Regions from separate parts of the Mus musculus genome. Here region 1 is linked to region 2. Evidence: chromatin contacts called from public Hi-C data. All regions are on one chromosome and are shown on one strand. Each heading gives the region's core, a stretch centred on a gene start, on an enhancer-like site or on the middle of the called end of the contact. The rest is flanking DNA. Distances are from core to core; before and after follow the strand shown. Region 1 has its middle 31 kb from the start of E130120K24Rik. Region 2 has its middle 200 kb from the start of Gm34499.

The links. Hi-C and Micro-C count contacts between places; a contact is called where the count stands out from the background.
Region 1: a contact with region 2 is called in a Hi-C map of nephron progenitors, with 1.6 times the contacts expected there. The contact joins two enhancer-like sites. A contact is called at or near these places in 1 of 15 datasets of contacts at CTCF or cohesin (the NIH/3T3 cell line) and 3 of 484 Hi-C or Micro-C datasets (liver and nephron progenitors).

What each region holds. Positions count from the first base shown.
Region 1 is chr14:46,513,116-46,518,473 of GRCm38.p6, reverse strand. No RefSeq gene overlaps it. Among named protein-coding and RNA genes, the nearest start is that of E130120K24Rik, 31 kb to the left of the region's middle. Within about 2 kb of position 3,998, at least 6 of the 459 cell types and tissues checked have an H3K27ac peak or open chromatin away from gene starts, as enhancers often do. A contact at or near this core is called in nephron progenitors, where this site is marked.
Region 2 is chr14:46,016,980-46,022,461 of GRCm38.p6, reverse strand. No RefSeq gene overlaps it. Among named protein-coding and RNA genes, the nearest start is that of Gm34499, 200 kb to the left of the region's middle. Within about 2 kb of position 2,526, at least 21 of the 459 cell types and tissues checked have an H3K27ac peak or open chromatin away from gene starts, as enhancers often do. A contact at or near this core is called in nephron progenitors, where this site is marked.

The sequences.
Region 1 (5,358 bases), core at 2,749-5,248, 490 kb before region 2:
AGAGGCATTGCTCGTTACAAATTTAACAACTGTGACATATTAAAAACAACATTTAGGGAAGAAATTAGGTTTGAGAGGATGTGGCCAGATGTTTCCATGGAGTTTCACCAAAATGTCACTTAAATGCCAGTAAGATTTGAAAAGGAAATCCCCCCCCCCGAAAGTTTCTCTGGCCATTTAACTGACCCCAGAATACTTTGCTGTCAGAGTCTCATTGGGAAACCTGTTTGATTTTCATTTTTAATCATGGTTTTCTTGAGGGTCTGTGAAATCTTTTCAGTATCAATTTTCTCTTATAAATGTACTATGGCAACTGACAAAATTGTGACAAAGTCACTGCCTTTGTGACCCTAGTTTTGACTGAAATGAGGTTCTGATACCTGTCATCTACGACTGCCAAGACAACTAAGTAAAACAATGTATGTGACAGTCTTCCCTGATGATGACATGTCAGATTGTGTCATTATTATTGCAGACAGTACTATTTGTTGATTGGGATTCAACCTCCCCCAAACAAACAAACAAACAAACAAACAAACAAACAAACAAAATCATTAAATGTTCTGGTGCTTCTTGACTCAGAAGAAAAGCAATCCTGTTTGAAGTTTTGATGAGGTGTTGGTGTCTGGTTGGGATTGTCAGTTAACACTGGGGAAAAACTCGAGTGTCTGAAGACAAGCAGGAGATGAAGTCATTATTATCTTCAGGTAAGTTGAATGGTAGTGAGGATAGAAGTCTTGGAGATAACCTGTACATTCTGAAGAGGAACTAGAAAGGAGCCGGAAGTAAAGACAAAAATAATAGAGACCTGGAGCCTAGGCAGAAGAGCCTAGGTTTCCTTTCTGTGGGAAGTCTCTGGGTGTCAGTGGCTTGATGGAACAGAAGTTCTCACTATTTGGTCCACGTTCAACAATACACAGAATCATAAAAGCATAGCAAAAGCTTGTACCACAGAGGTTTTTCAAGGAAAAAGGGATAAGCTCGGTCCAAAACTATTATGCAGGGCGGAGACATTCCAAGCATGCCATTCCATGCCTGTGCCAGGGGAATGTGGGCACAGCATAGAAACAATGGCCAAGGCTGGAGAGATTAAGAGGACCAGGGAAATTTTGAATAAAAAAAAAAAACAAGTAGTGAAGAGTGTACCCTACCTCCCACACACGAAAGCTTCCCTCTTTGGGGGTTTAAGTGTGGGTTGAATTAGTTTTTAGATTCATCAGCTATAAATCCCCAAAATTTGGTGCTAAATGATTAGAGCTGCATCTTGCAAAAAGTATACACACACACACACACACACACACACACACACACACACACACACACACAGAGAGAGAACCAGAAAAAGATACTGGATAAATAGTTTGTTGATATTTCAACTCCAAACTCAAAATGACACTATCATCTCTTTCCATTTTCCTGGATTCCAGGTGGGATAAACCTCCATAATGAAAGTTTGTTATATTTAAAAAATAAATGCAAACAGCCTTTCCAATCACTCTCGGAAATTCTGAACCTAGAGAAACATAGCCATTCCCGTCCACACATTTCCTTATCCTGGGAACGAGTATTGTCATGGTGGTTGTTTGGGCTCCATCCACATTTGTGATCCTTTGAAACATGAGAGGAGTTTTGATTTTGAAAGGTGCCCCACGATTCCCAAGAACTCTATTGGCTCACAGCTGTGGGAATGGCTGCATCTGCTTCGTGTTTATAGCCATCCATCTTCATTCTTTTTGGTAGATAAACTGAAAATAGGAGTAAACATGGCCCTCCCCAAAAAGGATATTTTTGGAGGTTTTTTCGATAAGAATTTTAGTTAAGTGCTTTGGGGGAAAATTACCACAACCCACTTCACTAAGAGCTATTGTTTTGTTTTCTTTGACTGATAATATATTTAACCAAAGAAGAACAATTCAGTTGCCTGGTGATGGGATGATTCAGTTTCTCCAAGGCGGGGTTCAGAGAACCTTAGTCACAGTCACCTGGAGAGTTCTGAAGACTTTAGATTCCTGGGCCCTACTCCAACCCTGTGACTCAGGAGCCTCAGGACCACAACGAGGAAGCTGTGTGTTTAGTGAGTCCTGCAGGTGGTTCCTATGTATCTTCATATGTAAGGGGGCATGATTCTTCAAATCAGCAATCAGTGCTTGATCTTGGGTGAGGTAGCTACATCACCCACCTCCAAGGTTCGGAGAGGAGTATCAGTGGGAGGAAGGATGGGAGAATATGAAAGTCAGAAGATGGAGAGGGATGTCGTGAGATGCTGCCTTCTGGACATGTGGGCATGGATTCTCACAGAATGGATGCTTACCTGCACAAGACCTGCTTAAGCCTAGGACCGCTAACTTCCCATTGAGCCTGAGGAGGGAGACTCATGAGGCCCTCAGTCCTTCCTAAGGAGCCACAGGCAGTTAGTTAATAGATGCTGGGAGGGAAGAGAGTCCTCGGTGATGTAGAGTAAGTTGCCTTTGCTCGTGAAAAATAACCTCTCAGTCAAGCTTATGTGAGCGATTTTAATTCAATACAGTGGGGTACACACAGAGAGGAGCAATTTTAATTCAATACAGTGGGGTGCACACAGAGAGACATGGGTAGGAGGGCTAACTTGTTGGGGAGACAAAGAGGTTCTATGGGAGTGTGAGGGATGTAAGATGTGAGAGGGATTTTATATATATATATATATATGTAATTTTTGAAGGATAAGTAATAAATAACATAAAAATAAATAAAAGAAATTTAAAATGAACAAATTAACAAACAAAAGTGCTTTTGCTCAGGAGTCCCTCTAACTCTGATGAAAGGGTCAGGGCCAAGTTGTCTTGGGAGGTGGGCAGCCCAGTTTAAAACCCAGTGAAAGTGATTTTTCCATCTCCTCAATGTCTCTCGTTTTGTTTGCTCTGTCCCAAAGCTTCCTTCACATGGCACAGCATTTGGAATTGAGGGTCCACCCTGAAGCAGTTTACTGTGGATCCTCTGCTGATGCTCGGCGACCATGAGTTACATTTTAAGAAGAGCTCCTACATTCGGTCAGCACAGTTGCCTGACAGCTCTGGGATATCAGGCAGATCTATGTCTACTTTCCAGGGCAGTGGTTCTTGGACTTTTAACTGCATGGTAGAATCTCGTGGATTTAGAACTCCTCCATCTCAGGCTAAACTCCAGACCAAAGTCATTAAACCTACAAGACAGGATCCAGGCCTCTGAGCTTTGTGACGCTCCCTGGTGATTCCAATGTACCATCAAGGCCAAGGCCTTCCTTCGGTCCTAGGGCATCTGGAGAAAGCACAGATTCTAACATCTGTAGGGATCATCAGTGGCTTTCTCTGCAGACAGAACTCTTCATTTCCTATGGTTAGGGCTATATGCATGGTTTAGAAGGCATTTCTTATGAAAATGTGTTCCAGAGAGAGAGTCTGAACATTTCTTTAGAGTGTTCAGCCACACTGTCGGAGCTCCAGCCCAGTCCACTGTTATTCGAATGAATTGCCGCTGGTATTTAAGCCTTCATCCATAGACTCATGCCAGTGTGTTCTGCCCCTGCCTGGCCTTGAAATACACAACACCAGCACTTCCTTTTGTCTGTATCAAGATGATCTACAAAATTTATCAGTCTTCAGCTCTTTTTTGTCTTCCCAAGAGCCAGTAACAGATCTCCAGTGAGCTGAAACAGGGTAAGTTGTTTTAAACTAGTGACTGCTTAATAAATTAGCCCAAGACGGCTCCTACAGCCAGTTTCCCAGGGTATCAGAGCAACACCGCAAGAAAAATTATTTCCATTAAACACCACAAAAATGTCTTTCCTGTGATACTTCACTAAAAGGGTGACATGTGCAAGAGTCTCAGTCACAAAACAGGAAAGCAATGTTTGAAAGTTAAATTAAAAAGTAAAGCATAGTTAAGATTTTATTGAGCTTAAACTCCACTCCTACCCCCTAAACATATAAATCTGTTCTGGGCTCTATGTCTCCCACTCAGATGGGTGATAAATTTTGGATGCTGGATTCTTATGTCTCTAAAAATAACGTTTACCTACAGTGAAGTGCAACATCTGGGCCCACTGGGAGAGTACAGAGTGGCCTTTTAGGTTAATTGTTTGTGTAGACAGGTTAGGTTTCCCAATGCTGAGAATGGTACCTGTTCTCTTTCTCTTGGCCTCATCCACCGGAGGTGAGGAGGATATCCCTGACTTTCCCATAGGCCTGCTCCTTCATGCAGAATGTCACCATCCATGCTGGGACATTGGGGAGATGGAGTATTTCCCATGTCATTTGAACTGAGGGACCTGCTGTTCCCAGAGCCACCTTGGTTCCTGTGGTTGAGGGGGATTAAAGAGGTTCCCTTCCATACCTCAGTGCTCCATAGTGAGTGCTGTCAGAACTGACCCATGTGTCTGTGACACTCTCAATGGAGTGCCTCTATGTCTCTCTCCCTCAGAAGGAGTTTTTCATTGCCTAGATCTCAGTGGACCTTGGGAAGACCCATGCATGTTGTATAGACTGTCAAAGTAGGAATGGCAGCAAGGTAGACATTAGACTGATCATAGTGAGAACTGTCTGTTTTTCTTTCCAACACTCCACTCCAAAACAGCTAATCCCATGGAAAAAGAGGCCTTATGGAAGAATGTGGTGAAAGCCACCAGCTGTCCGGGCCCATTCTCGAAAATAATAGTCTTCCTTTTCCTTCCTTCCTTCCTTCCTTCCTTCCTTCCTTCCTTCCTTCCTTCCTTCCTTCCTTCCTTCCTTCCTTCCTCCCTCCCTCCCTCCCTCCCTCCCTCCTTCCTTTTGTTCTTTCGTTCTTTCATTCTCTCTTTCTTATTTTATTTTTTTAGAGAGGTAGGAAAGGATAACCCCACAGGCAGTCCTGAAATAAATCTTTAAGATCTCTAAATCTTTGTATAAATTTGAGTCTAAACATTTTTATCCACAATATAAATTTTTCCAGGCACTGACTCAAGACCTGGGAGTTTAGCCTTTCATTTCTCCCCCTTTCCATACCAAATCCTGTTTGTTATTCCCTCTCTCCCACTCTTGTGGCTTCACTGTAAGACCTAATTGCCTCAGTTAGTCTATGGTAAAAGACTCCTTACCCATCATCCCCTGGACTCCAACCTTTAGGAATTAAAGGTCACTTGATACCTTTCCCCAAAGCAACCTCTTTGTTTCACTGTTTGGCACCTATTGCTTCTCCGTCTAAACTTTTAATGGCTCTCCTGTTGACTCAGTAAGGTGGCAGAAATTCATCCAAGTGGTCAAGGACTTGGATGTTTGGTTCCAAATTATATCCTTGGCCTCTGTTGTGTGTTCTGACCACACAGCGCATTTGCGCTCCTTACCTCTCAGCCCCACTTCTGCTTCCTTG
Region 2 (5,482 bases), core at 1,277-3,776:
AAAGTTGAAAGTTGATGATGTCTTTATTTACATGCTTCCTGTCTCTGCCTCAGCAACTAAGGCTTTCAGGACAGATGGGTGGTGTGGCACAGTTAGCTTGAAGCTTACCTTTGCAGAAGACAAGCAGAGTCAGTGGTGCCAACTGCAAGCCTTTCAGTGAAAGACTAAGAGGACATTCCTAGAGCCTGCTGAAGATGAAGTCTGCCTGGCATGATTAGCCTCATTTTCTTCCTGTGGGCACCACTGACTCTGCTTGTCTGCTTGCCTGGTCTTAGCATGTTCACATGCTCCATCCCCAGTTCCCAGGACTGATGGTGAGCTGCAAAAGTCTGACTGTTTGTTTGGACAGCCCATCGCTCTGTTTATTGACCAGGAATGGCTGCCCAGTACGTCACTTCTTAGTCTCTTTCAAGAGTAGAAGGTGTTGCTGTTCTCTGCCCATGGGAAGAAGGAAGTGATATTTAAACTCTCATTCTGGAAAGGTCCCCATGATTGGAGGGTCACATTAAAATGGATTTGGTTTTTTTCTCCCTTGCTTCTATGTTCAGGAGCAGTAGAAGCCCAACCTGTTATCTATGTTAGTGAAGCCTGAGGCTTATGTACTTTGGGAAGCCCTTGGGAAGACAAATAGAAAGTTACACATCAAAATTCTACCCTACATCATTGGATATGACATGCAAATATAAGGGCCTTAGACATAAGCCTATTTAGTGCCTTGCTGAGCTCCCTCTGATCAGTATATAATGATCAGTAATGGTACAAGGATGGCCCCATCAGCTCATATCCACTGTCACCAACATGGTAGAAAGAGATAACAGACTCCCTCAGCTGTCTTCATGTGCACATGCATACCCATGTACACACACATAAATAAGTAAAGGAAAAAAAACTCAATATCAAGCTTTTTTAAAAATATTGAGTGGAAAGAACTAGACAAATTCTAAAGTTCTTTACATAAGTATCCTGACAAAATGTCAGAATGAGAATTTTAAATTACTAGCCAGCACTACCTTCTCCTAGTTTATCTTGTCAGTCAAAGACACATTTTTCAGCATCTTCTCAGAGTATCTGCCAAATGGTCTTTCTATTCCAAACTCTAGTCAACAATCAATGGTACCACTGTCATCTTTTTATATGGTGTATGAGTGCCTATATGGCCTCTGGCAGACACTCCATGTCCTCATTGGGAAATAAGGAGATCCTACAAAGACTTGGGTCCCTAAGGGATGGTCTGAAGAATTATAGGCACACTGGGCAATGTCTCCCTTTCTACTTCTCTACCCTGCCTGCTGTATGCTGAATAACCCCAAGATGGGATTAAAAAAAATGTTGACTTGACTAAAGTGAGACTTATCAACAGAAGCTTGATTCAATAGTCTGGTCCATGCCAAAGGAATTTCTCTCTGGCTTCCACTCTGTCTTGATGTCAATTTTCCTAGATGTCCCAGGTTTTCACCTTGAAACAAAGAAGAAATGGGGAGGAATATGAAGCATGGGGGAGAGGAAGGAAGAAAGAGGAGAGGAAAAAGGAAAGAAAAACTAGTCATTGATTCCTTATACTTTGTCACCATATCATGTTCAATGACAGAGAACACTGGCCAGCCAGCCTGGCCAGTCAGTGAGCCCCGGGTTCAGCCAGAGACCTTGTCTTGTACAAGACTGCTCTAATTTCTTGCTAGTCACATTCCTCAAGAATGAAACCAAAGTAGATTATCATGTGATATGTACTGGAGAGCCAGAAGTAGGGCTTAGTTGTCACCACATGTAACAACAATAATAACTAACAGGTTAGAAATGAGGATATTCCAAACAGTGGAATGGATTTTCTTACCATTAATAGGAATCTCATTTACAATGTTCTTTTGGGGAAGTATCGAGTTGATCGTGGAAAGTGCCATTCAGTGTGCATTTAGATGTTAGGAACATACTGGGTGGCAGACAAAGAAATTGGGGGTATTGTTTGAGGTCTGCCTCCAGCCACTGTGTGATGGTATCTTTGCTTCACCATCTTCATTTCTACAGGTTGGCAAAGGCTGCCTTTACAAGTCCCCAGTGCTGAACCTCTTGGGCTTAGTGAATTAAGCATTCTGGAGAGGAAGCTGGGTTCACTTACATATCTAAAATGGAGTATTACCATCTTCTCCCTGGGAAATTGGTATCAGGTGATGGGCATGGAAAGCTTGTAGGATGATTCTGGGTTGGACAAACAAATTCCCATGGATCTCTTTACTCTTTAACTTGTGATTACATTAAGTAAGCAACTCCCTTTATACTTTTATTCAAAAATAACAAGCTGTGTTTGGAATGCTGGTATCCACTATTTATTACGCTCTCCAACCCAAACACGAAAACATTTGTACTTCTGTTATGACTTCACCTGGTGGCTTTCATTTTCCCTAACATAAAGACGGGGTGAAGCAGAGTAATAGAAAAATAGAAAACATCTTTGTCGGAAAATGAGCTCGCAGCTGTGTAACTGGAGCACACAACCATAAATCAGAATGTCAAATCCAAAACACATGACTTCGTGCAAGTTCTCCATGTGCGCTCTAATGTGACTACAGCCTGGTTGCTATTATGATTTAAAACAAAGTCTTTCATGCTAGAAACAAAATGCGGAATGTGAGCCGCCTGGGGGAGAGAGCTGTGAGCTCGCTAGCGACAGAGTCCTTGCTGTCATTGAGGTGGGCTACAGTATTTCAAGCATGGCTTTGTCAGGTGTGAGGGAACAAGAGGATACAAGAGGAAGCTTGGCAGAGATCTTCGCATGAGGGACGAATTAGCTGGCAGTGTTCAGTGCAGCTTGACAATCCGAAATGAGCTGCATTCGCCTGCCCCCACCCAAGCAGAATCCTGAAGCCAAACACAAAGATTACAGAAGTCTCCCCTTCCTGCCCATCACATAAACAAATGGCCCAGCTGTTACTGCTAGGATCCCAGTTTTAAACTTGGACTTTCTTGTATAAACTTCAATGTAATGGTATTTAAAGTGTCATAGGCAATAAGCATCTAATCCTGCTCAATAAATTGTAGGCTCGTTGCATGAACTCCTAGAGCTGTTAGAGACAGCTGTGCTTTTTTTGTAATTTAAGTCATTCCCAAACCAGGCAGCTCTCCAGGTGTGTTTTCAGACAAACAATGTACACTAGGAAAAGTGACGTGCTGAGTCTCTAGGCAGGGGGAGAGACACAAAAGAGGAAAACCTGAGGTTTAACATGGAAAAACTCAGGGGTCCTGACCTCCCTGAGAGTAATACAGGCCCACCTTCCCTCCCTCTGCTAGGTGAATGGGAGGCCAAATACCTTTGCCAGCACAATCACTATAGTTAACTGTTGGGTCAAAGCCATCTTCAAGTACCAGGAGGGAAAATGACCATTTGGGGGTTCTCAAAACAGAGCCATCAACTTCAAGAACGAGGATTAAAAAAAAGAGGGAGATAGGTCCTCTCTCAACCTCGGTAATAGCTAAAAGGATGGGCCCCATGGTTTCTATTCCCATAGTGGTTTGGAAAGAAGCCCTCAACAGGACCAGAAGAAATTGTAAGCAGGCTTCCTTTAGTTCACCGTCATCACATAGGCCTGCAATTGGTAATTATTAACAATCAAGTGGTAATTACTTCTCAGTCATCACTAAGCGGTAAGTGAATCCTCTTCAGGTGCGTAAAAGCTTCAAGGCCGTATAGTAGTTATTCTATGACTAACTGGTACGCCTGAGTACAGACTCAGGCCAAGAAGCTGCAGCCTGGGGTTCTCCCGAGCTGTTCACTGTTGGTGTTGGCTGATTCAATGAGGCCACGGAGAGGTTTGCCTCCTGGAGTCCATACCAGAACAAAGAGCTTCTTACTGCTTTGGTTTCGCTCGACGTGCACTGCACCTGTCTGGTCTCACCCGCTCGCTCTCTGCACTGTTATGGTGTTACTGTGTGTTATCTTTCAGGCTAAATATATTTTGTGTCTGCCTCGCTGTCAACAATGCAGAGAACATAGAAAAGCAAGGAAGCAGGGAGGATTCTCTGGAGACCTTCTGGGGTGGGTAGAATTTCCTCATCAACAGGCCAGTCCTGAAATGAGTCGATTCATCTTAAGGTTCTGGAAGGCCACTCAAGCTCGCAGGTGGAAGGGGTCTCAGGCTTGCTACAGCTCAGGTGGACGACTGGGAGCTATACCTCTTGCCCCAACAGAAAACTCTGGTTCTGTGTATGAACCCCGACCTGGCACACTGTCCTGAAGTTCAATTCTCCTTCCATGGCCCTGGCACTTGTAGGGCAAAGCCTGGACTTTTATTTAACCTCTGGACTTGCCTTTTCCGGGGTTTCGGGTAGTACTCCTGTTGCTCCTCTCTGAGAATCCAAACCTCAGCAGAACACTTTATGTGGAGGGAGTGGGGTAGGGGCGAAGGGGAGGGATAAGACCATGGTCCACTTATTTTTCAGTTCATAGAGCAAAAGCCCTCAGGCATTACTCAGTTTTAAGAGGAAGCTCAACAGCTCTGCATAGATTAAAGACCAAAGCAAAGAGTCTAGAAATAACTAATCTCCCGGTGTCACTTCAAACAAGTGTGGCATACCAGATATGTGTTATCTGTCAATCAATGAGACCTTCAGCTAGCCAATCAATCCCGTTTCTTCCCTCGATGCAGCTTCTAAAAGCTTACCAGAATATCACCAAATCCACAGATGTAGAGTTCAGAAGTCATTCACCCAGTGCCACAGGTAACATTTTTAAATACATGAATAACCCCACTGAGATGCTGTTTAATGTTTTGAGGGGAAGAACACGCCCCACAGATCAGAATGGTGGGTTTTTTTTTTTTATTTTCAGCTAAGAGCTGGAGAATGAAATTATTAAAGCCATCTTCTGTTCTACTTTAATTCTCACCAGCTTTTTGTGAGTTTACTTTAACAAGTAATGTTTGATTGAATTCAGGCCTGCTTTTGTTTACAAAGTGAACGAGAGCCAGCAAGTCGTGGCCTGGCTAATTTGCACATCCACTGGCTTGGTCTCCTCCCCTTTAAACAAAAATCTGGAGTTTGTGATTTATTGTTGATTTGGTTAGCTCAAATGATTTTAACGGTTAAAATTTAGCTTCCATGCCATCCTTGAGATTTCACCAACAGCATCCAACTGATTTCACTTTGCTGTATGAGGCAGAGCTGACCTCCCACTCAAAGAGAGAGAGAGAAAGAGAGAGAGAGAGAACTAAAAGAAAAGCACATATTACCTCCCAACTTACCAAGATTTCAGATGCCAACAAGAGCTGAGGATGAAAATTCACAGATGGAAAAAAACAAACTCAAGGCTGTAAATCCACCATTGTAGAAACTAAGCTGGTTTATCTGAAACAATGTCCTATCAGCATATTGGTACAATAAAAGGGTAATTGTCGATACCAGCTGCGTCCCTCTGTGTAATTAGCAACCATCATCCTCTGACAGCTGGATAAACTAGAAGTTCTCAACCCCACTAGAGTGCCAGAACCTTCCT